7 separate regions of the Mus musculus genome follow, and regions 2, 3, 4, 5, 6 and 7 are each linked to region 1. Evidence: chromatin contacts called from public Hi-C, HiCAR-type, HiChIP or PLAC-seq and promoter capture Hi-C data. All regions are on one chromosome and are shown on one strand. Each heading gives the region's core, a stretch centred on a gene start, on an enhancer-like site or on the middle of the called end of the contact. The rest is flanking DNA. Distances are from core to core; before and after follow the strand shown.

Evidence for each region. HiChIP or PLAC-seq counts read pairs in DNA pulled down with a chosen protein or histone mark. A called contact is a pair of places that touch in the nucleus more often than the background predicts. HiCAR-type assays count read pairs that join an accessible place to other places. Capture Hi-C pulls out chosen DNA fragments and counts their contacts.
Region 2: a contact with region 1 is called in a promoter capture Hi-C map of liver, with 2.7 times the contacts expected there. The contact joins the promoter of Synm here to the promoter of Adamts17 in region 1. A contact is called at or near these places in 6 of 39 promoter capture datasets (the C10 cell line, the HPC-7 cell line, hippocampal neurons and 2 more), 1 of 15 datasets of contacts at CTCF or cohesin (embryonic stem cells), 6 of 484 Hi-C or Micro-C datasets (the N1E-115 cell line, cerebellum, cortical neurons and 2 more), 4 of 115 datasets of contacts at active chromatin or transcription factors (astrocytes, double positive thymocytes, microglia and 1 more) and 3 of 9 other capture datasets (adipose tissue, embryonic stem cells and liver).
Region 3: a contact with region 1 is called in a CTCF HiChIP or PLAC-seq map of stem cell-derived epiblast-like cells, with 7 times the contacts expected there. The contact joins the enhancer-like site here to the promoter of Adamts17 in region 1. A contact is called at or near these places in 2 of 39 promoter capture datasets (the C10 cell line and hippocampal neurons), 1 of 15 datasets of contacts at CTCF or cohesin (stem cell-derived epiblast-like cells) and 1 of 115 datasets of contacts at active chromatin or transcription factors (astrocytes).
Region 4: a Hi-C map of neural progenitor cells shows a contact between it and region 1, with 8 times the contacts expected there. The contact joins the enhancer-like site here to the promoter of Adamts17 in region 1. A contact is called at or near these places in 22 of 39 promoter capture datasets (the 3T3-L1 cell line, 3T3-L1-derived adipocytes, the C10 cell line and 14 more), 3 of 15 datasets of contacts at CTCF or cohesin (embryonic stem cells, large pre-B cells and stem cell-derived epiblast-like cells), 95 of 484 Hi-C or Micro-C datasets (the 3T3-L1 cell line, the AML12 cell line, the AtT-20 cell line and 50 more), 18 of 115 datasets of contacts at active chromatin or transcription factors (PVALB interneurons, SST interneurons, astrocytes and 13 more) and 2 of 9 other capture datasets (embryonic stem cells and pancreatic islet).
Region 5: a Hi-C map of conventional dendritic cells shows a contact between it and region 1, with 11 times the contacts expected there. The contact joins the promoter of Selenos here to the promoter of Adamts17 in region 1. A contact is called at or near these places in 2 of 39 promoter capture datasets (the 3T3-L1 cell line and liver), 1 of 484 Hi-C or Micro-C datasets (conventional dendritic cells) and 2 of 115 datasets of contacts at active chromatin or transcription factors (bone marrow-derived macrophages and forebrain).
Region 6: a contact with region 1 is called in a HiCAR-type map of astrocytes, with 5 times the contacts expected there. The contact joins the enhancer-like site here to the promoter of Adamts17 in region 1. A contact is called at or near these places in 9 of 39 promoter capture datasets (cranial neural crest, embryonic stem cells, frontonasal cranial neural crest and 4 more), 3 of 115 datasets of contacts at active chromatin or transcription factors (astrocytes, embryonic hindbrain and neural tube) and 2 of 9 other capture datasets (embryonic stem cells and liver).
Region 7: a HiCAR-type map of astrocytes shows a contact between it and region 1, with 4 times the contacts expected there. The contact joins the enhancer-like site here to the promoter of Adamts17 in region 1. A contact is called at or near these places in 10 of 39 promoter capture datasets (the 3T3-L1 cell line, the C10 cell line, cranial neural crest and 5 more), 3 of 484 Hi-C or Micro-C datasets (the N1E-115 cell line, cerebral cortex and cortical neurons), 3 of 115 datasets of contacts at active chromatin or transcription factors (astrocytes, forebrain and pancreatic cancer cells) and 3 of 9 other capture datasets (adipose tissue, embryonic stem cells and liver).

What each region holds. Positions count from the first base shown.
Region 1 is chr7:66,838,221-66,841,187 of GRCm38.p6, reverse strand. It overlaps Adamts17 (a disintegrin-like and metallopeptidase (reprolysin type) with thrombospondin type 1 motif, 17), which reads right to left and starts at 1,453. Exons shown (of 23, transcript NM_001033877.4): 1 at 1,277-1,453; 2 at 570-940. The coding sequence starts at 1,352. It overlaps Gm33627 (a long non-coding RNA gene), which reads left to right and starts at 1,397. Exons shown (of 4, transcript XR_391554.2): 1 at 1,397-1,481; 2 at 2,392-2,476.
Region 2 is chr7:67,758,332-67,761,298 of GRCm38.p6, reverse strand. It overlaps Synm (synemin, intermediate filament protein), which reads left to right and starts at 1,557. Exons shown (of 5, transcript NM_207663.3): 1 at 1,557-2,480. The coding sequence starts at 1,671.
Region 3 is chr7:67,699,351-67,702,317 of GRCm38.p6, reverse strand. The region is part of intron 7 of Ttc23 (tetratricopeptide repeat domain 23); the gene reads right to left. Among named protein-coding and RNA genes, the nearest start is that of Gm34140, 16 kb to the left of the region's middle. Within about 2 kb of position 1,252, at least 24 of the 459 cell types and tissues checked have an H3K27ac peak or open chromatin away from gene starts, as enhancers often do.
Region 4 is chr7:67,618,574-67,621,540 of GRCm38.p6, reverse strand. Lrrc28 (leucine rich repeat containing 28) reads left to right here. Exons shown (of 10, transcript NM_175124.5): 4 at 2,430-2,467. Among named protein-coding and RNA genes, the nearest start is that of Lrrc28, 25 kb to the left of the region's middle. Within about 2 kb of position 1,455, at least 37 of the 459 cell types and tissues checked have an H3K27ac peak or open chromatin away from gene starts, as enhancers often do. A contact at or near this core is called in the C2C12 cell line, bone marrow-derived macrophages, cortical neurons and 3 more, where this site is marked.
Region 5 is chr7:66,078,111-66,081,077 of GRCm38.p6, reverse strand. It overlaps Selenos (selenoprotein S), which reads right to left and starts at 1,429. Exons shown (of 6, transcript NM_024439.3): 1 at 1,289-1,429; 2 at 612-746. The coding sequence starts at 1,364.
Region 6 is chr7:67,596,779-67,599,745 of GRCm38.p6, reverse strand. All of the region lies in intron 5 of Lrrc28 (leucine rich repeat containing 28), which reads left to right. Among named protein-coding and RNA genes, the nearest start is that of Gm23233, 28 kb to the right of the region's middle. Within about 2 kb of position 1,480, at least 29 of the 459 cell types and tissues checked have an H3K27ac peak or open chromatin away from gene starts, as enhancers often do. A contact at or near this core is called in astrocytes, where this site is marked.
Region 7 is chr7:67,547,582-67,550,548 of GRCm38.p6, reverse strand. All of the region lies in intron 6 of Lrrc28 (leucine rich repeat containing 28), which reads left to right. Among named protein-coding and RNA genes, the nearest start is that of Gm23233, 22 kb to the left of the region's middle. Within about 2 kb of position 1,383, at least 92 of the 459 cell types and tissues checked have an H3K27ac peak or open chromatin away from gene starts, as enhancers often do. A contact at or near this core is called in the N1E-115 cell line, adipose tissue, astrocytes and 4 more, where this site is marked.

The sequences.
Region 1 (2,967 bases), core at 204-2,703:
GGCTTTCCCCTGGGACAGGTGAGCACCGCACAGTTCTCACCGAGGGAGCATCCAGATAAATAAATACCTACTGCAGAGTAAGGCACTAGAGATACTGACAACAGTTCCTCTCTTGGTCTTACCTTTTCAGCTAGCAAAAATGAGACTAACCATGGCCTGCCTGGGGTCCCCTCCTAATGTAAGAAGGCTCAAGGGACAGAAGAGAAGTGCTTAGATACCCCATTCCTAGACAGGGAATGAACACTTTAGAGCTTCCCCATAACGTGCAGAAAACATACACACCTGTGCTGATGCTGTCAGAGTGGGAACGACAGGTTCATATTCTTTCCTCTAGGTGAGCTATAGCTAATTTCTCAATGCAACCCCACCTCGGCCAGGTTCAGGACACAACAGAAGCCAGGACAATAACAGGCCTTCCCCTGTGTTCTCTCTCCTAGGAAGGCACAGTCTGAAAGGGCCAAGTGAAGGAGATGGGAAGGTAGGTCTTCTCCCGCCCAGCCCTCCGCGGGACCACCCCAGGAGAAGTAACAGACTGGGCAAGGCAGACCCATAGGGGGCGCGGGCAATACCAGGCCGCCGGCGGCGCCGCAGGCGCTGAGGGAGACGAGGGAGCCCGGGTGGCCCAGGACTCGTCCGGAGTAGAAGCACAGCTCGGCAGGATGTCCGCTGCGCCCCGAGACACCCGCCTCCTCCACCTCGAAGCCTGGGGACAGGAAACGCAGGTCGCGATGCAGCTGCAGGTATAGGTCGCGCCCAAAGGCCGGCAGGTGCAGTAGCAGGGCGCGCTCTCCTTGCCCTGCTCGATGGCCACCTGGAGATGCTCGCGGTCGCCGCCACCGCCGGAGCCCCGCTGCTCCCGGCAGCAACTGCAGGTGCACGTCCTCGGGGCGCAGCCGCCTCGGGAGCACCACCTCCACGTCGGCCGCCGCGTCGCCGACAGCTGCGGGGAGAGAGGACACGCGTCAGCACCAGCCTGGCCACCAGGGCTGCCGGCCGCTCCGGCGCTGACTCGCAAGGCTCCGTGGGTATCGCGCAGCCGTGACCCCGCACTCCCTTCCCTCCCCGAGCCGGGCCTCTCCAAGCTGGCGAAGCCACTCGATCGCACCGGGGGTCAGCTCGCCATCCGCGTGCCGAGAGGGAACCAGAGACCAGTTCTCCGGCCGCGGCCTTCACTCTCCTCCTCAGGGGATGCTGTCAGCGGTCCACCTATGCACCCGGGCGCCGGGATGCTTCGGGAAGGCACCGGGAAGGTGGCCGCGAGAGCTAGGAACGCTACCTGTGCCCGGGTCCAGCCCCCACACCAGCAGCAGCAAGGACAGGACGAGAGGGGGCAGCAGGGTGCCGTCACACATGGTACTTGGGACCAGCAGCCCCCAAGACTGTAGTGATAGAGCAGGGACTCGCGAGGCGGCGAAGCCAACCGGAGTGCAGCCCTGCAGCCTTTGGAAAAAGTAATTAGCGCTGCGGACAAACCCAACATGGTAAATACTAAGCCCCACCTTCTCCTTGGAAAGTAGGCGGTGATTGGGCTTTTGCTTTTCTCTGCCCCGCCTTCCCTGTCCGTATTGGTTAGGGCCGGTCGAAACCAACGTGCGTAGTTAGGTTGTAAGCACTTTCTTACACGTGGTTTCTAGGCAGTAGGTAGGCTGTGACACCAGGTGGCAGGCGCGAGCCGGCTCAGCTGCAGCATCTTGGAGCAGCCAGGAGGACACCAGCCTGGTCTTCAGTTTGTTCACATTTGGGAGATCACCTTTGAGGCTTCCTAGGAAGATAGGCCAGACCAACCAGTTCAGTACAAGAAAAAGAAAATCTCTATGTATTGAAGTGACTCCTATTTTTGATTAGTTTGGGCTGGAAAGACGCAGCCCAGTGTTCCTAGCACACCTGAATTCATGCCTGACTTCTATATCTATGGTGTTTGTCCACACCCCGCAGGCTTCTTGCAGTCTATACTTTCACAGAATCCAAGAAGGTGAGAGCATAATAACACTCCCCTGAAGACTGGGAAACTGAGAAAAAGGAAATGTAAGGAGCCTGCTTAAATTGGACAGCTAGTATCTGTCAGAGCCGTGTCTTGTGTCTGTGATCCTGACTTTAGGTCAGGTGTGTTTAGGGAGGTATATTAGCTGCGCTTTGCATCGCAGGACCCTGGAGAGCTGAGAGGCAGAGCCTGAACTTGAACCCAGCCTTTCACGAACAGAATGAGTGTTCAATTTTCCAGCAGAATCTAGCCAGATATTATCCCTAGCAGACCCCTATGGGTAATCCCATTGGCCTCTTTAAAATTGTCCTACAGATAGCAGGACTGACTGAGCACAGGGATACCACAGCAGTCACAGATGGCTCCTCATCTCTCCCTTTTTGTCTGTTTGCTTGCTTGTTTTCAAAAAGGCCCCTACTCACCCCTCATCACAGGATCCAGACTTCATCACAGGGCTGAATTACCAGAAAGCATCCAGAGACGAGGTAAACACTGGTGAGTTTCCCTAAGTTTGGTGCCCCTGTCCTGGTAAGCTGTCTGCAGCTCTCCACAAAGGCGTATCACAGAATGTGCTGCCGAGCCAGTCTCTGATCTAGTGGCTGTCACTCACCGGTTGGCACCCTCGGGTGACTGGCAGCATGGGTCAGGCTCTGTTGGTGGCTATGAATGAGTAGGGCTTTGCCTCACTTGACCATGAGAATTTGACTGTGACCTCAACCATGTCATGGGAAACAGGAAGAAAAGGAGAAGCCTTAGCCCTGTGTGAGTGTGTGTGTGTGTGTGTGTGTGTGTGTGTGGTCAGACAGCAGCTAGCTATTCTGACAGCCCAGGAATGTTTTTCTTCTGAGAGTTGTTCAGTTTTTTCTCTGTAAATCAAGGAGCTAAGCTATACTGCCTCCCCTTGGAGGGTGAACTTCTAATCATTTGGACTACTCTTGAAAATAATAACAAGGGTCTGCGAGATACCTGACATACCATTAGCACTT
Region 2 (2,967 bases), core at 308-2,807, 920 kb before region 1:
AAAAACCCAAGGAGTCAGAGCAAAGCAACCTCTTAATTGGGGCCAATGATGTGTGATGGCTCCCTACCTCTAGACAGAACTGGAAGTCTGGACATTCAATATGATGAGAGTTAACGGTTCCAGCTGAGTCCAGGTGACTCTGTAGCTGCCCTGTGAGGGTCGGCTGTTGTGGGGTGGTCAAGGCCAGGGCGCTCAGGATGAGTAATCTAGAAGGTTGAGTGATGATCACCAAGGACCAAAGTGTTGATGTGCCCCTGTGGATGGGAGAACGGAAGAACAGAGTCCAGGGCTCCCAGGCCAATGCCTTGGTGCTGAATACCCCCCACCCCCCTACTTAGGGCCACCTGTGCCTATTCCTGCGCTCTGTAATGCTACTGACTCTGGCTACCATCCTTTGTAACTGTCGTGTAATGCAATGAGATGCAAGTATGCACAAACTGAGAGAGCTGTGGTTTCTATGGCAATTAAACTAAGTGCTTTAAGGGCACACTGCTGAAAGAAGAGACAGCGGCCCCCCTCCCAGGCTGTCATAATGGGGGTGTGTATAAGGCAGTTGCAAAAGTCTGGAGAGATGGTAGGTGTCTAGAATGTTCTGTGCTCAGAGCACTTCAAAGTCTTTCTAGGTTCTTTCTCCACCAGAATGATGCTAATATTGCAAAGCATAAAGTCCCATGAAGGTGGTTTGTGCAAGTAAGAAGGTAACAGCGTTTCCCACTCTGCGTGGAAAGGAAATCTTACCTAAACATATAATATTGGCAAATGGAGATGCATTCATGCCAGAAGTTAAAAATGTATATGTAGGGCTGAAGACATGACTCAGTGGTTAGGGGCACTGGCAGCAGAGCATGTGGTTTCAATTCTCAGTACCCACATTTTGGCTAACAACTGCCTTTAACTCCAGTTTCACGGGGATTTGACGCCCTCTTCTGGCGTCTGTGTGCACCGTCGTGGTACAAATACATGCAGGCAAAACACTCACACACATAAAAAATAAAAGCAAAATTACTGAAATGGTCTTAGTTTAAAAAACATAACAGGTATATGTGTATATACGGATGTGCAATATACATGCGCAAAGTTGTTTTGTGGTGGTGGATATTGATATCCAGGCCTGGCATATTCTTTATCTGGCAAGCTCTTTATTGTTGAACTATAACTCTAGTTTAAAGAATACACCTCCTGCCCCTCATCTCCAGAGCAACCAATTAGAAGCTTCCTCTACGAAAAGGATCTCTCATTTAATGGCAACTATTTTTCATTAAAGAAAGCTGGGACTCAGGGGTGCCTTAGTTGCGCCCTAGGAGTAGCAACGGGGAGCCTCATAAGGTGTCCCAGATAGCCAGCACGCAGTAATCCGACAACCCACGTGGGATTACCCTGGGCCACCAGGGGGGCCAGTGCTGGGCAGCCTCGCCATGGCCCGATCTGTCCGGCAGGGGGCGCTGTCCGGCCGCAGTGGCCGCGCGGGCCGCGTCCTGATTGGCTGGAGGCGATGGCCCAAGTCCACAGCCGCGCGACCGGGCCACTAAGTGGGGAAGCTCGCCAGTCGGTGCGCCAGTCCAAGGGCCTCCGAGGCAGCGGCGCGGCGGGCGCGGCGCGGCGGGGCGGAGGGGACAAGATCAGGGCAGGAGGCAAGCGGCTAATCGAAAGGGTCCGGCACACCCAGCAAGATGCTGTCCTGGCGGCTGCAGACGGGCTCTGAAAAGGCGGAGCTGCAGGAGCTCAACGCCCGGCTTTACGACTACGTGTGCCGGGTGCGAGAGCTGGAGCGCGAGAACCTGCTACTGGAGGAGGAGTTGCGCAGCCGGCTGAGCCGGGAGGACCGCTGGGCTGAGGATCAGGCACTCTACGCCGAGGAGGCGCGCAGCCTACGACAGCAGCTAGATGAACTGAACTGGTCCACAGCCCTGGCCGAGGGCGAGCGCGACGCGCTGCGGAGGGAACTGCTGGAGCTGCAGCGGGAGGGTGTGGAAGCCGGCACTGCCCGCAGCCGCCTGGATGCCGAGCTGGGAGCGCAACGGCGGGAGCTAGAGGAGGCTCTGGGCGCGCGCGCCGCCCTCGAGGCGCTGCTGGGCCGGCTGGAAACTGAGCGCCGCGACTTGGACGCTGCCCACGAACGCCAAGTGCGAGATCTACGAGCCCGCGCTGCCAGCCTCACCATGCACTTCCGAGCCCGCGCCACCAGCCCCGCCGCGCCCCCGCCGCGCCTGCGGGACGTGCACGACAGCTACGCCCTGCTGGTGGCCGAGTCGTGGAGGGAGAGCGTGCAGCTGTACGAGGACGAGGTGCGCGAGCTGGAGCAGGCGCTGCGCCGCGGCCAAGAGAGCCGGCTCCAGGCGGAGGACGAGGCGCGGCTGTGCGCGCAGGAGGCAGACGCGCTGCGGAACCAGGCGCTGGAGTTGGAGCAGCTGCGCGCGAGGCTGGAGGATGAGCTGCTGCGGATGCGCGAGGAGTACGGGATGCAGGCGGAGGAGCGGCAGGTCCGTGGGCAGGGACCGCGCCCCTTCCCTAATAGCCTGTACACGCACCCCTGTGCACCCAGTAGGCGAGCAGCAGGGGTTCCCGGGACACCCAGCTGGTTCAGCCCCACCCAGGGAAGCGTACGCTGCCAGCAGCTTTGCTATTTATGAAGCGACGGGATTCTGGCATATAGCTAGTCTAAGAATAAGGGGTTGGTGCAATGATCCTTAAATCGGAGGACTGACGCCATGTGACAGGTCCCGGTGGCTAGCCTAGTGCCCATCATCCTGTTAGTTGGATTACCTTTAGATCCAGACGTGTCTAGGCACATCCTGATCAACGATCCTGTTAGTTCTGTTTTTGTTCTCTCCTCTCCTCTCCTCTCCTCTCCTCTCCTCTCCTCTCCTCTCCTCTCCTCTCCTCTCTTCTTTTCTTTTTCTTTTTCCTGCGCTTTTGTAGAGCTTGTAGCCTGAAATCCAAAACTCAGCCCAGACTTCAGACCTGGAT
Region 3 (2,967 bases), core at 3-2,502, 860 kb before region 1:
AAGCAGGGGAGAAGCGGGCAGCCGAGGAAAGCCACAGGAAGGTGCAGGCCACAGTCATTGAGTGTTCCCAGGTGCAATCTTACCCACCAGGGGACCCCAGGCTCCATCAGTTACAAACACCCGGAGCTGCCTGACTGCTAGCCTCTCAGGACACTTGGGGTCTAAGTGGTATTAGAACAGGCAGCCACTGTGTGGAGGAGGGGCATGAAGCAGAGCTAACAGGGCATGGGGGAAGGGTTGAGAAAAAGGGAGGGTTATAGAAGGTCATGGAGACCTACCCAAACAATTACATTAAAAAAAAAAGGCTTCATAAACATTTTTCATTATGCCTGTGCAAAATATAGGAGACTAGGACAAGTGGGAGCTGGGAAATAGATGCATTTGGGCAAAGAAATTATACAGAGGGGAAACCCAGTTACTCAGAAATCCCTGTTGGAGCCTCGGTTTCAACAGAGGCAGATGCCATTCGCCATTCCCGCTGCTGTCTTGGGACCCAGAAGACCGCCTTAGCCTGCTGTGCCCAGGACCACATGGGGCCACTTCCAAACAAGGCTGCCTGCTCTGAGCGGGCCCTGCGGCACAGAGGTTTACACTGAAATGTACTTGGCTTTGGACCATTTCATTTTAATATCCTTAAGGAGAAGCACTATAAACACAAGGCCAAGGCCCTGGACACTTCGCAGGGTTGGGAGAGCTGTTAATACCAAGTTTGTCTAAGGATGCTCTGGGAAGCTGGCCAGGCCCAGGTTAGTGACATTCCTCAAGCCTGAATTGGGAATCTTCAGGCAAGCACGAGCCTCCCAGAGCCTCCCAGACTTCTAGGGCAGTTTTGTCCGCATGAGGAATGCGGGGACGGCACCGTGCAAAGGGAGCCAGAAATACTCCAGGGCCAGCAGCCCTGCGTGCTAGCAGGCAATGCCTTCAATGGACATCCAGCAAGGGAGTGGGAGCAGGCCGGTGACGGGAAAACCTCACACGGGAACTTACGCTTTTTAAAGAGTCTATTGTTTTGTTTGCTTTTTCTCAAAAAAAAAAAAAAAAAAAAGTTAGGTACAGACAAGTTTCAACACAAAAGAGCAAAGGCCAGACCACCTCTTGATACTCTGAAGGACAGGCAGGTTTGCTTCTGGGGGGACCTTGGGACTAGAAGTGACTGTAGTCCAGATCAGAAAGCCCTGGGTGGGTGAGAGCAGGGGCAGGGGTTGGGTAGGGTGGGGACCCATCTCCCAGACTCCCCAGTAGTACTCTTTCCTTTCCCCTGCAGGGGGCAGTAGAGGCCTGGTTGGGTCTCTCACAGCCTTGCCCCATGGCTTCCTCCAAGTTAAGGGACAGGGACAGCAGAGAAAAGATAGGCAAGATGGGGGGGAGGGGAGGTGATGTGCTTGCTTGGTCTCCAGCTGTACTCTCCTGTTTCTGCTTCTAGAGGGAAGGTGAATCCCTGGGCCCCAGGCAGGCTGCTCCTGTCCTGCCCACAGCACCTGCCACTCAGCGAGCAAGGACTCTGTCTGACAGCAGGAGGTTTCGATGGCTGGGATAATGGGGAGGGTTCTCCACACGGGTACTCATTTCTGATTTGCTCGGGCCGTGGGGGTGAGGGTCTGTTTGCTTTGCACAGCTGTTCTGGGGTTCCCATTGCTACTGGACAACTAGCATGGCAGCTACCCTATGGGCTTCCCTGCCACCGTCCTCACTTAGAATGTCCTTACCTTCAGTGGCTACGGTAAAATTCCCATTAAATTACCACTATTATTACCAAGGTGAGACGTGTCCTCTGATTGGCAGGTGCTGAATCTGAGAGAGGCCTAGCAAGGAGCAGCCCGCAGGCTCATCTGGATTCTGTCCTTTTAGTATAGAGCAATGAGGAAAGAGGGGAGGGAGGAGGGAGGGAAGGAGAAGGAAAGGGAGGGAGGAGGAAAGGGAGGGAGAGAGTCAGAGACAAGGAGGACCTTCTCTAGACTGATAGAACATTCTGGTAGGAAGAACCGGCTGTGGTATCATGCCCTGCTTCTGAAGATTGTTAAAAGTATTGAGAACCCACACACAATCATTGCTATTCCCTGAGACATCTGCTACCTGTGCTCCTGAAGTCACCCTTCTCCTTCCTAGTCTCCAGTCCGAGCCTCTGCACCTCAGTTCTGACTGGGACAGAAGCTCTTCAGATGTCAATCAAGAGATGCTCGACACAGCCACGTGGTTGTGGGGCTGAAGGTGGAGCTGAGAGCCTGTGTAGGCTGCGGGGTCCTGGCCCTTCCACACCCTTGCCTTTAGGCTGTCCTCACTCATCCAAGGCCCCATGTCTGATTCACACCCTACAGACTCTTACATAGGGGTAGGGTAGAAAGGGGGAAGGAATAGGGCCAGTCTTTTTATATAAAACAAATGATAAAAGGGTCTGGAGATGACCCTCTGGGCTGAGACCTGATCACTCTCAGTGGCTTACAAAAATCTAATTTCCTATTGCCTCAGAATCTGGAGGTGAGTAAGGCAGGGTCAGTATGCCCTATGAAGGTGTGAGCCAGCACTCACATTATCTGTGTCATTTGAGTATTATTATCACTCCCACTTTATAGGAGAGGCAAACCCAAGTATACTTATCCTAGAAAACTATATATACATAGATGTGTGAGTGTTATCTATCTATCTATCTATCTATCTATCTATCTATCTATCTATCATCTATCAATATTACACACACCCCTCAAATTGAATTGTCACTGACTTTATGTAGAGCAAAGCAGACTGGTGTAACTTTGAGCTTTGCAAAACACTGTCTCCATGCATAATCTCTGCTGGCCGTCGTTCAGTTCATACAGTCAACAAGCGAGTTCACTGTGTGCTGGGTAGGGCTCAGAACCAGAACAACCTCCAGGCAGGACTGGTTCTGGCCTTTGCCTCTCCCATCACTGTTTTCTTCCTCTGCCTATTTTAAAGGCTCAGAACCTTTCAGCCGCATACATATATATCACC
Region 4 (2,967 bases), core at 206-2,705, 780 kb before region 1:
GGGCCATCATGCTCTTTTGTGACTGTATGTGACTATGAAGGTTCAATAAAGGCAGTGGGGTGCTCTGGGGGACCTGTCACCCAGTTACTAAGAAAGGGCTTGCTGCCTGTTCCACGTGGACTCTCAGTTTGTTGTCTCCTAAAATGATTTGTGGAATTGGGATTGCATTGTACTTAGTGCACAAATGAGTGATCTTTTGGAGACCCTGATAGTTCCAATGTGTAGTTAGGATCAGGAACACTCTAGTGGTATATAGCATCTTTATTTTAATATAGACACATTAGTGTATTAAAATGTGTTGTTAAGTTTCAGTCATAATAATGGGTACTCTTTTTTTTTTGTGATTTTTATGTGATGGCATCTGTTCATATTTACATACTGTAGTGAGTGTACCTGCACATTGATTTACAGTTTTTTGGCACAAATGACCTTGAACAAGAATGTTTCCAAAGGAGCTGGGCATGGTGGCATACGCCTTTAATCCCAGCACTCGGGAGGCAGAGGCAGGCGGATTTCTGAGCTCGAGGCCAGCCTGGTCTACAAAGTGAGTTCCAGGACAGCCAGGGCTATACAGAGAAACCCTGTCTCGAAAAACCAAAAAAAAAGAATGTTTCCAAAGTATTGAGTTCAAAATGTGTAATCAATTCATATACACAGAGTGAAGAATGAGTTTTAGAGTGCACACTTGGTTAAATTGTGTCACATAGTTATCAAGTGAAGGCTTACTTCCTGGCAAACACAGAAGCCAGTCCTATGACTGCAGCTTTTGCCAAAAGAAAAGGCTTTGTTGCTTGATTGACTGTCAAGAAGAGCAGACACTCTAGGCTCAGGTCTCTCCTCTGTCAGCCAGTGGTGATGGAACATGGAAGGAAGGAGAGGGAATGCTTGGTGGCCAAGTGGCATGGCAGGGGTGCTTGTTTCTCCTCAGCTTTCCTTGTCTTCTCCTGAGGATGTGATCTTGTCAGACAGCCTGGTCGCTTCTCTTCATAGTATCTTTTGAAAAGCTGGTTTCAAACCTTAGAGTCATTAGTGAAAAGCCCTTAGGTATTTCCTGGAAGAAAAAAATCTCACATCTGAGTGTGTCTGGTCTTAGCTGATTTCAGAACCCACAGGTTAACATTCTGTACAGCACTGGTTTAATTCGGCATAAAAAAAGCCTTCACAATTTTTCTGCTTTTATAATTCTGTTCTTACTGACATTTTAGCACTCACTAAAGATAGTCAAAACATGAAAGAAAATTTCTAAGTTATATTTTAAAATACTTTGGGGATTTATTTTTTTACCTACAATAAATTGGCTGGTTTGAAATCAAGTGTTCTAAAATCGAGTTGTCCTACCTCACAAGAAAATCAGTTTTATTACTGATTTTATTTTTACTGTACGATCTCTGGCAGTCATGGCATGTAGCTCTGAATATATATAGTTTCAGATGGTACCTGGAGTCCCCACCAGAGTGTGCCAAAGATGCTTCAGTGGGAAAGTGTTGATGACTTAGACAAGCCTGGACTTGTAGGTCTTTTTAAAGAAGACTTCTGCTGCTGAGAAGTCAGATTTCTGTGTCTTGGCATCTGAGTATTTCTGCGGAGACGTTAGTGAACATCTAATCTCTATTCTTGGGTTACAGTAAGCATGCCAACTAGAGACATCTTTAAGAGTTTTCTGTTTGTTTTGTTTTAAAGATTATTTTGTTTGGGTATTTTCCCTGCAAGTATGTACGTGCCATATGCACACCTAGGGCCTGTGTAGTGAAGAAAAGGGTGCTTGTTTTCTGGAATTGGAATTATAGACGGTTAGGAGGCACCAAGTGGGTGCTGGGACCCTGTAAGAACAAGTGCTCTCTCTTAATGGCTAGCTGAGCCAGTTAGAATTGTCTTCAGTCCACTTTTACTGTTTAGAAACTAAAACTGATCTTTCCTTTTACACAATAGGTATTGATTTTTCTTTACACAGTAAATATATTTCTGAAAACCTAAATAATTTAATGAACTAGATGTACTAGTAATTTTAAAAAAGATTTATTTATTTACTATATATAGTGTGTTCTGCCTACATGTATGCTTGCACACCAAAAGAGGGCCTTACATCTAACTGAAGGTGGTTATAAAATATCACATGGTGTTGCTGAGAATTGAACGGGAATCTGGAGTAACCTCTGAGCCGTCTCTCCAGCCTATGGAACTAGAAATTTTTTAATGAGGTTAAATACCTTATGATTTTTTTATATTAATGATTTTAAAATGACTAAATCAGAAGATATATTTAATATTTGTTATTTAGCATATTACTCTCAAAGCATTAGCTGTTGTTATGTCTGTGTGTTTTGGAAGTTTTGCTTATATTTGATAAGTTTTCAAACAGAGCTTGTATTAGCTGGTTATCTGACAAAATACTGAATAATGACAGCAACTTTCCCCTCCTTTTGTCACAGGTACCTTCACTCAAATAACATAGTTGTGGTTCCAGAAGGTAAGCATACTTATAATTCTTAGTTTGAAAACAGTGTCATTTATATTTTGCTTTATAAAAATTTGATGAGCCCCGGACCCTGTCTTTCTATCTCTAGCTCCTTAAACCTATTTTGGTTGGTAAGTTAGGGAATTTTAATTTAAAGGACTTTCAATTTATTTGCTTTAAAATGTAAGTCCAGCTAAGACAGATTAAATGGAGACATCTAATAAGACAATAAATGGCCAGGAAAATTACTAGACAAACTGCTGTTGGGAAATAGTAAACTAAGTACTTGGTGCAATTAACTAAGAATTTAGTTACATATAAAATAATAGATTCTTTAAAATTCTTATGGGGGGGTGTTGTGGGGAGGGAGTGTGTGGGAAGAGGGTAGCAGAGGACCACTTTGTAACTTGTTCCTCAGATGTCTTTTTTTTGAGGGAAATCTCCCCTGGTCTGGTACTCACCAAGCAGGGTCAACCTAGACCCTCTCTGCGCCCCCAGCTCTGGTTGCAGGC
Region 5 (2,967 bases), core at 180-2,679, 760 kb after region 1:
AAAGTTGATTAAATAAACTGCTAATCTACTGCCATAGGACATGACAACCTACCCAGGCTGGCTTGGAGATTTTCTGTCTAGTGCCTTTGAAACCATAAGAGCTACCAGCCTGAGAATGGACTGTCATGCTTTGGCAAAATATGCCTCTAGATTCTTTAAAAAAATGGGCTACGGGGTTGATGAGGGAAAATGATTGTAAAAGATAACTCTGCTCTGTCACGGTTTATCAATGATGGCTAAACTTATGACTACGAGGAAGCTAAAATACATCTGGGGACAAAAATATGATCTATGAATCCATCCCTGTCTACGGAGTGCTGTATAAAGCAGCACCCCACTTCCAGTCAGTCAGGTGGCAAGATTCCCAGGACCCCAATGCCTGATCCCCCCACCCCCACCCCCGCCCCTTGACACTTCTTGTTTCCTCCACAAGACCTGGCCATCTCCAGGGACTGGTCCCCATGCACCGAACAAGATGTGCATTGAGTATGCTATACACCATCACGGAGTCTTTGCATCTCAATAAAAATCTTTCAAACCTCAAAGGCATGTCTTGCCACCACCCACTAAGTAAATGACAGGCGCCTTCATTTCTACCACATGGCACTAACCCAGAACAGTCTCGGCTTGGTCCAGCTGTCTCTGCCTCAAAGCCCTCAGTCGAAGGGAGAGCCTCTGGATGACAATGTAGAGTAGGATGCAGCTGAAGAGGATGTACCAGCCATAGCTGGCCAGCAGGGAGCCCACTGGGGGGAAAAAAAAAAAAAAGAGAAAGAAACCAGTTTCAGAAATGGTAATAGCATTTTTTTCAATAATACTCTACAAAAATAGTCATAGCTTCTTCTTTCAGAACCTTCACAGTCTAGCTGGAAATGGACTCCTAAGAAGCGAATCGCTGGGTACAGAAACTTCTCAACTACAAGGGGACTCGGGAGTAGCCCGGAGGGTGCAGAGCCCAGCAGCTAGGTTCTGAAGGACTAAAGGGGACGTGTCTATCTGATTCAGGAAAGCAAAGGCCATCCAGACTCCGTGAGTTACACTTTGTTAAGGAGTGAGACAACAGTGTGTTAGTGTCGGGTAGAGTGAAACGCCGGGCGGAGGACTCCACTGCAAAAGGAAAATGTTAAAGGGACTCCCGTGAGCCAAGTCCGCGAGCGCCCGCCCAGCTAGGGCGACTTCGAGAAAGGTGAGCTCCGGCCCAACAAGCAGGCTCGGCCAGTCCGCGGCGTTAACGCCAAGCCTCCTGGAGGCCGACCCACCGAGCATGGCGGCGCCCGCCGCCCCTGACCTGTCACGTGCAGGAATCGCAGGCTCTCGGTCTCCAGCGCCGGCCTCGCGGACAGAGGTTCCTCATCGCGATCCATGGCGGCCACCGCCACCGCCACCAACGACAAGCCCGCTGCTCCTCTCTGCTCTGCGCTTCCGGTTCGGCCCTATGTACACGTGGCGCTCACTGCCGTGGCGGTACTGACCTATCGTGGCTCGACCTACCTCGACGCTCGACCAATCACAGGGGGGGTGTGACCAGAGGGCGGGGCTGAAAGATGCCCAGGCGGAAGCGCGTTTGACTTTCAGGGAGGAGCTCGCAGCTCAACTCGGCATAGCTCGGATAACCGATCTTGTATTTGATACTGATTGGACATTGAGGCTCAAGAGATTTGAAACCTCCTGGAGATGAGATTTGAGTCCCGCCCTTGTCACCGGGCCCTAAAGGTTTGCAGCATAGATTCCCCTCCCCTAACGTGCGGAAAGCGATCTACTTAGAATTCCTTTCTTCTGATCCACTGTCTCAAGGGAAGGAATTAATGTAGTAATGACTTCAACTTAGGCTCTTATGTGTTACATTACCACAGTTTTTGTAATGGTTCTCTGCAACATACTAGGAAGGCAATAAAGGAGATAGCTGCGATTTGAAAAGGAACTGATGGAATCAAGTTTCCATAGATTAATGGGATTAAGAAGGTGAGAACTCTGTGGTGTTTAAAGGTGGGATCCTTTGGGAAACTACTATATGAGGTCAATGTGGGTGTCCCCAGAGAAAAAGAGACTAGATTTCTGTGCACCCCACCGTGAGATGACTCAGCCTGAGGAGCCTGATGGAATCTATACGGTGCTGTACCAAGCTTGAGGACTTTGAATCTCCAAAATGGAAATAAAACTCACTGTGTCATAAAAACTAGTCTGTTAAGGATCTTCTAATTCAGCGACTCCATCTGGGGACATGGGAGAGAAAAGCCTGGAGTCACTTCACATTATCAACCACCTTGAAAATAGACTTTGATGACTGGATATGAAGCTAAGAATATGAAGATAGCCATGAATTTGCTGATTTTTTTTTTCAGACACAACATGGCTTTTTTAAAAAATTGCTAAATTTTTAAAGTTTTATGATTTTAATAGTTTTCTCAGTGGTAAAAAAGGATCAGTTTAATTTTTTTTTCTTTTTTGGTACCGATGACTGCCACCCCACCTCTGAGGCCAGTTTGAACCCTCTCTCTTTGCTTAAGGTGATTTCTCACATCATACAGAGCAAGTGAAACATCTGGTTACGAGAGAGGAGGTTGCTCATTTGCCTGTTGATCCAGTCCCTTAACATCTGCAATCATGATGATGAAATAAGTAATGTTTAGTTTCATTAAAAGACAAGGTGGAGGGGAAATGTTGGCACACACCTTCAACCCCAGCACTCAGCAGGCAGACACAGGTGAGTCTCTGAATTTGACGCTCAGGACAGTGAGGGCTACACAGAGAAACCTTGCCTTAAAAGCCTTTAATCCCCGCACACTGGTTAAGAGGGGTTAGTTTCATTAAAAGAGGAGGTGCTGGCTCACTCCTTTAATCTCAGCACTCAGGAGGCAGAGGATGGCTGATCCCTGAGTTAGAGGCCAGCTCTGTTTACAGGGTGAGTTCCAGCCAGGGCTACACAGAGAAACCCTGTCTTAAAAAACCAAAACCATGCCTTTAATC
Region 6 (2,967 bases), core at 231-2,730, 760 kb before region 1:
GTACTCTGAAGAAGATGAGGCTTAGGGCCTCTTGGTTTTAGTTATCTAAACATTGGATCCAGCTTCTCTTATTTTCTTGTGTATGCACAACAGCACAGCTTTTCTCAGTAGCACAGGGAAATCGATGGAGTGGATTAGGGAGGTCTGAAGGAGTCTTACCACCTCTAGGTCTGAGGACAGCACAGATGTGAGATGCAAAGGCCCAGCCTCTTCCCATGGGCCTGCCTGCCCTTTTATGCATGGCCAGATTGTAGGGATGGTAGGTAGCCAAGTGACGCAACAAGAGGCTCTGGGTTTGGGCACATGCGGGGTTGCCTTGGTTGGTTGTGAAGTTCTGTAGAAGTCATGCTCAGGCATCAGGAATTGTTGTGGAACTGGCTTTGTGCTAGAAGGTGGATCCAAAGTGACTAGTCTTTCAGGGCATCTCGCCACGTTCAGATGCTGTCAAGCTTCTGTCATTTCTGAATCTGGTGTTTAAATACATAAACCAAGAAAAATGGACTACACAGCAAATACACGCTTAACTTCTTTTTATTTCACAGAACTAAAGTCATAATAAACAGAGCTCTGAAATTTATGAATGTTTAACAGTGTTTATAAGGGAAATCTTTTCTGGATGTTCTTGGAACTAAAATTCTTCTGAACACCTTCAGAATGCAGGCATTAGCTTTTGAGAAAATATAAGGGTGACTTTATAATAGTTTAGGGAATGCTAATTAATAGCTATGTTCCTTTTTAAAACCTTGTGGTATGCTGATTAGACTAGTAAAGGTTGGGATGAGGAAAATTATATATGTTCTCTTCATATTTTTGTCTTATTAAAGTGACTATTTTCATGAAATCATTCTGTGTTTTTCAAGCCTCCCTGGCTACTTCCTAAGCTGAATATTCTCATTCATTCATTCTCCCCCCCCCTCTCTCCCCCATCTCTCCCCCCCTCTCTTCCTCCTCTCTCCCCCCTCTCTCCCCCATCTCTCCCCCATCTCTCCCCCCTCTCTTCCTCCTCTCTTCCTCCTGTCTTCCCCCTCTCTCCCCCCTCTGTCTTTGTAAAGCTGTGATGAACTTCACCTGCCTCTCTGTTGCTTCTGAAACACATTTTAGCATCCGCCATTGCGTCTTTGAGCCTCAAGGGCTGGTTTATTTCCAACACAGGGATGAAGGTTGTTTCTAAAGAATACTCTGTTAAATGCTTGGGTTTCTCTCTTTTTTTTTTTCTTTAATTTTTTCTTTCTTTTTTCTTTTTTGTCTTCATTTAATTATTTCTAGTATTGCTCCTTATTAGGCTAAATTACTTTGGTATCTCTAATTAAAAATTAAATATCTTCTAATGACCTGGCTTTTAAGAAGACTTGCAGGCTAATGATGCTGAGCCTTTTTAGTTTGTTGTTGGCCCAGACATTGCCTACTTTAGTTTCCTAATTTAGTAACAGAACTAAAACTATTCAAGACCTGGCAGGTTTGGTATGCAGGCGCCCAGCCAGGAAGCGTGGGTTTCTTAAAGCAAATGGATGCTTGGGGATTTGAGGAAAACACAGCTTAAGTTACATGTGCTCTGCACTTCACAAATCCCTGACTATTTAAAGGCACTCACCTAAGCTGCTGCCACACACTCCAGGTCTGTTTTGTTAAAACACACACACACACAAAATGAAAGTTTCCTTTTCCAAAGTTGGCTTTCGTACTTGGATCTTTAATGTCTCATAAGTAATATGTGGACATTAGTTGCTAGTTTTACTCAGTGATTGTTTGTTGTTGTTCTTCAAGACAGGTTTCTCTAAGTATCCCTGGCTGTCCTGGAATTCTGTAGACCAGGCTGGCCTTGAGCTCAGAGATCTGCCTGCCTCTGCCTTCAGAGTGCTGGGATTTAACGGAGTCCACCATCCCGACTCCCATGGCTATTTCTCATGTCTGATGCCTTGCACAGAGGCTGGATGATGTTGTGCTCTTGTCTGACCTGTACCAGGAGTATCACTGGGTTTTGATCACTAACACTTTGCTCTGGATGCCTGGTCTTGTGATACATACTGGAAGACAGAGGCAGGCTAACCAAGTCTACACAGTGAGTCCTGGGTGGCCCTGCAGCAGTCAGTTGCCTCTGAGTTTGTGAGAAGAATCTTAGAACTTGAGTCTCTTGGCCTGCTGCTCTTCTCTGTTAAATCAAACTATTCTAGTCTTTCTTGTTATGTGTGAGGAGGCCAGCTGTCTGTTTGTCAACATTGGAGTTGGGTTATTATGAAGTAAATTTTATTAATGAAGTATTTATCTCTTACAAGGCAGCATTCATTGGTCTCAGTGGGAAATGAATGGAAAAAAAAATTGGAAAGGCCATGACTGTTCCTAGGAATGGTGGAGGAGAAAGTTTATTATAGATATGTGGGAGAGCATAGCCAGAGGCAGGGACACTGGGGAAGTCCAGAGTGGATATGACCAGACTGAGCTGGGCCATGTGTGGAACCGGGGGTTGGGGGGAGGGTGAGAACAAGGAAGGAGGGAGAGAGGGGAAGGAGGTATAGCAGCCAGGAGGCCTAAGACACAAAAGGGGCATATAAGCAAAATGGCTGTGTCATATAGGGAAGAGCATGGGGTGGGGCTAGAGGGCAGGGTATGACAGCCCTGCCCTGTAACTGGTAGGAACTCAGAGATGCTGGCAGAAGCTGAGGCCAGGTCTGCTTGGATAAGTTAAATAGACACCTCAACTGTTTGTCCTGGGTTTGAAACTTAACAGGGAACACAGTTGATTTTAATGCATGCTTAATTGCTATTCAAATTATTTTTTTTAATCTTGTAGAAAATTCCTTTATTATAGTGCAAATAACTCTCAGCAGTGATAGAATGTAACAATACATTTAACAATAGTTTACACCATGCAGTAAATAGGAAAGTGTTTCTTTGAAAATATGTCATCATAGGAAACTTATCTTTACATTAGTGCCGGAAAATGCCAAAGTTGTTTTCTCAAGGCAATAG
Region 7 (2,967 bases), core at 134-2,633, 710 kb before region 1:
TCTCTCCAGAAAACAAAGAAAATAGCCTCCTGAACAGTCACTGGTGGCTTTCAAACCTGGACAGGCAGACAAATAGCTCTGTGCTTTGCAAGTTTCACATACTGAGCCTTTTTTACAAGGCCCTTTTGTTGCTATTTGTTTGTGGATATGTGTTTGATTTTAGTTTTTTGAGACAAGGTCTCTTTGCATGGCCCTGGTTGTCCAAGAACTCACCATGTTGACCAGTCTGGCCTTAAACTGAGAGATCAACCTGCTTCTGCTTCCTGGGTAGAAGAAGGGTTTTCTGTTTGTTTTTTGAATGTTCTTTTATGATCTTTATTTAGCATGTAGTATTGGTGAAATAATATAAGTAAATAATATTAATCAGAAGAAAATAAACCTTTACTGACTAGTAGGTAAGTAGTCTCTTCTAAAGTCTATCATTTAGTGAAGAGTTTCTGTATTACGTACGAAGAAACCAGGGGCCAGAGTGATGGTACAATGGCTTAGAGCACTTATGCTCTTGCAGAGGATCTGGATCCAATTCTCAGCACCCATGTAGTGGTTCATAGCCATCTGTGACTCATAAACTTCCAGGGAATCCAATGCCGTCTTCTGATCTCCATAAGAACAGGCATGACATGGTACAAATGCATACATAAACTTCATACACTTAAATAATCTAAACAACATATATGTAGTGTTATTTATTTACATTCATATAGGTGTGTGTATATACATATATGTACATATATACACACACATATATATACATATATACATATATATACATATATATGTATATATATGAGAGAGAGAATGTAAGAACCAAACACAGGGGCTCATAACTATAATCCTAGCAGTTGAGGGGCTGAAGCAGGAGAATTGTCATGAGTTGTCACCAGCCTGAGCTGCTTAGTGAATTTCAGGTTAGTCTGGGTAAAACAATATAAAAAAAGACTCAAAGCTTTTCCATGCAGCAGATTCTCGTATTTCAGGCTCATTTATTTAAACTGCTAGTCCTCTGGGCTTGGGAGTTTTGGCAGCAGACTATATTCTGGCTGGCTAAAAGCGTGCTTTCCTGAGGCAGCCAGAGCCTAGCTCTCTCAGCTGGGACCTTGCCAAACAAGGAGCTTTCTCACCCTGACCAGCAGGCTGTGCTGTGTCAGCTAAAACAGCCGCCGGGCTCTCCTCAGGATCTACACTCCTTTTCTGATCTCTTTACACTCAGAAGAGCAAGATAAATGGTCAGGGTGTGCTGAGCACCTGTTACTGTGCGATCAAGCTTGGCCCCATATACACCAGCTTCATGAAGTCACAAATCCGTGAGCTATTACATTGTCATCCTTATCATACAGCAAAGGAAGAGACTGAATCAGGGAAGCAGGAACCAGCTACCCTGTGGGAAGCCAGGATGCAGTCGCAGTCCTGACTCCAAACACACTAAGAGCAGGTCATTGCTTGCTCCCTCTCCCTCTCTTCCTCTCTCCCTCTTTCTTCCCTCCCTTTCCTGCATTCCCTCCCTCCTCAGATTGTACTACTTGGAAATATTAAGTGGCATTAACATGTAATAGGCTTTAACACAGCTGATTCAGCTATAGCACAAGATAGTATATACTGCTAGGGCACATGTAATGAATTCGAAAGTGCTCTGGGAGTGCCAGCCAGATCCCCCTAAGATGAAATGTAGCCAAATAGTATTTCTGAGTCATTAACTAGTCATCTTTCCCCATAAAGCAAGGAGAGGAGGCGTGTAAGGAGAAGTAGCAAGTGTCGGTATGTATTTAACTTTGTGGTGTGATGTCTGCATGGCACCTCATCTAATTTGCACAGAGGCTTTTGTGGTATATTAGAGCAGAGAAGTGCTTCCTCTGTCGTGTCCCATTTTGTGTCCTTGGCTTGAAGGGATGAATCATCATCTCCAGAGGCCGTAGCCTCCAGCTCGTTCCTTGCAATTAAAGGATAGAAAAGGGTTGGTACCCTTGCTGCATGCCAAAGAAAGTTCTCTGTTAATTGGCCACACTTCCCAGTGTGTCACTTACTAATAATAATGAAAATAATACCTGTCATATACTAGAGAAGGCTCTGTTCCAAGAATCCTGCGTCACACATTTATAAACCTAGCCATTCTTCCCAAACTTAGGAGATAGTTTTAGTTCCCCCATTACACCGATGAGATCCTAAGGCCACGTATCTAGTAAGCAGAAGAATGAAGGTTCAAGCCCAAGCTGTCTGACTCTAATCTACTCTCCTTTCCTAATTATTAATTTGCTCTGTGCCTTACTGCGGCTCCAGTCCAAGCCAGGACCTCCTCCGCTTTGACTTCCTTGAGCTACTTGGGGGCTCAGAAAGGCACATATGAGACTATAGACCATTTAGCATTTTGGAGTTGTATTTTTGAGAACGTGCTCATGTTGGCCTCGAACTCTTAGAAATCCACCTGCCTCTGCCTCCCAAGTACTAGAATTAAACTCATGTGGTACTTGTGAGTAGCCCATTTATAATTTATTAATGAAGTTTTTATTTTAAAAGTTTTCTATGTCTTAAACTCCATAAATTTCCGCTTGTGTTTAAAAGCCTTTGTCATAGAAATTGTGAGAAAACAGGTATTTTAGTGGATTTCTGAGGCCTTTTCTGTTGTTACTGGAATGTGATATTGATTAGTTAATATTTTTCCTCACCTGTTTTGTAAATGTAAAATTTTGTGGTTCACTAAGAGAGCAGTTTTCAGTTTTTTGGTACATACATATTTTATTCCTTTAAATCTATGCTACATATTAAACGTGATTCTTTTCCTATGCTCCTTACACCTGATACAGCTGGGGACCAGGCGGTGTTGTGCCCTTTCCCATAGAGCTTGTTGAGGTACAAACAGTCCTGAGCAATGGTGCGATGTCACAGCCACTGGGCTTTCTGCATTAGTGCTTCTCTCTCATTGTGTTGTTTTCTGTGTTTGCAGCTTGATTTAGCAGCAGATAGGAAGTCTGG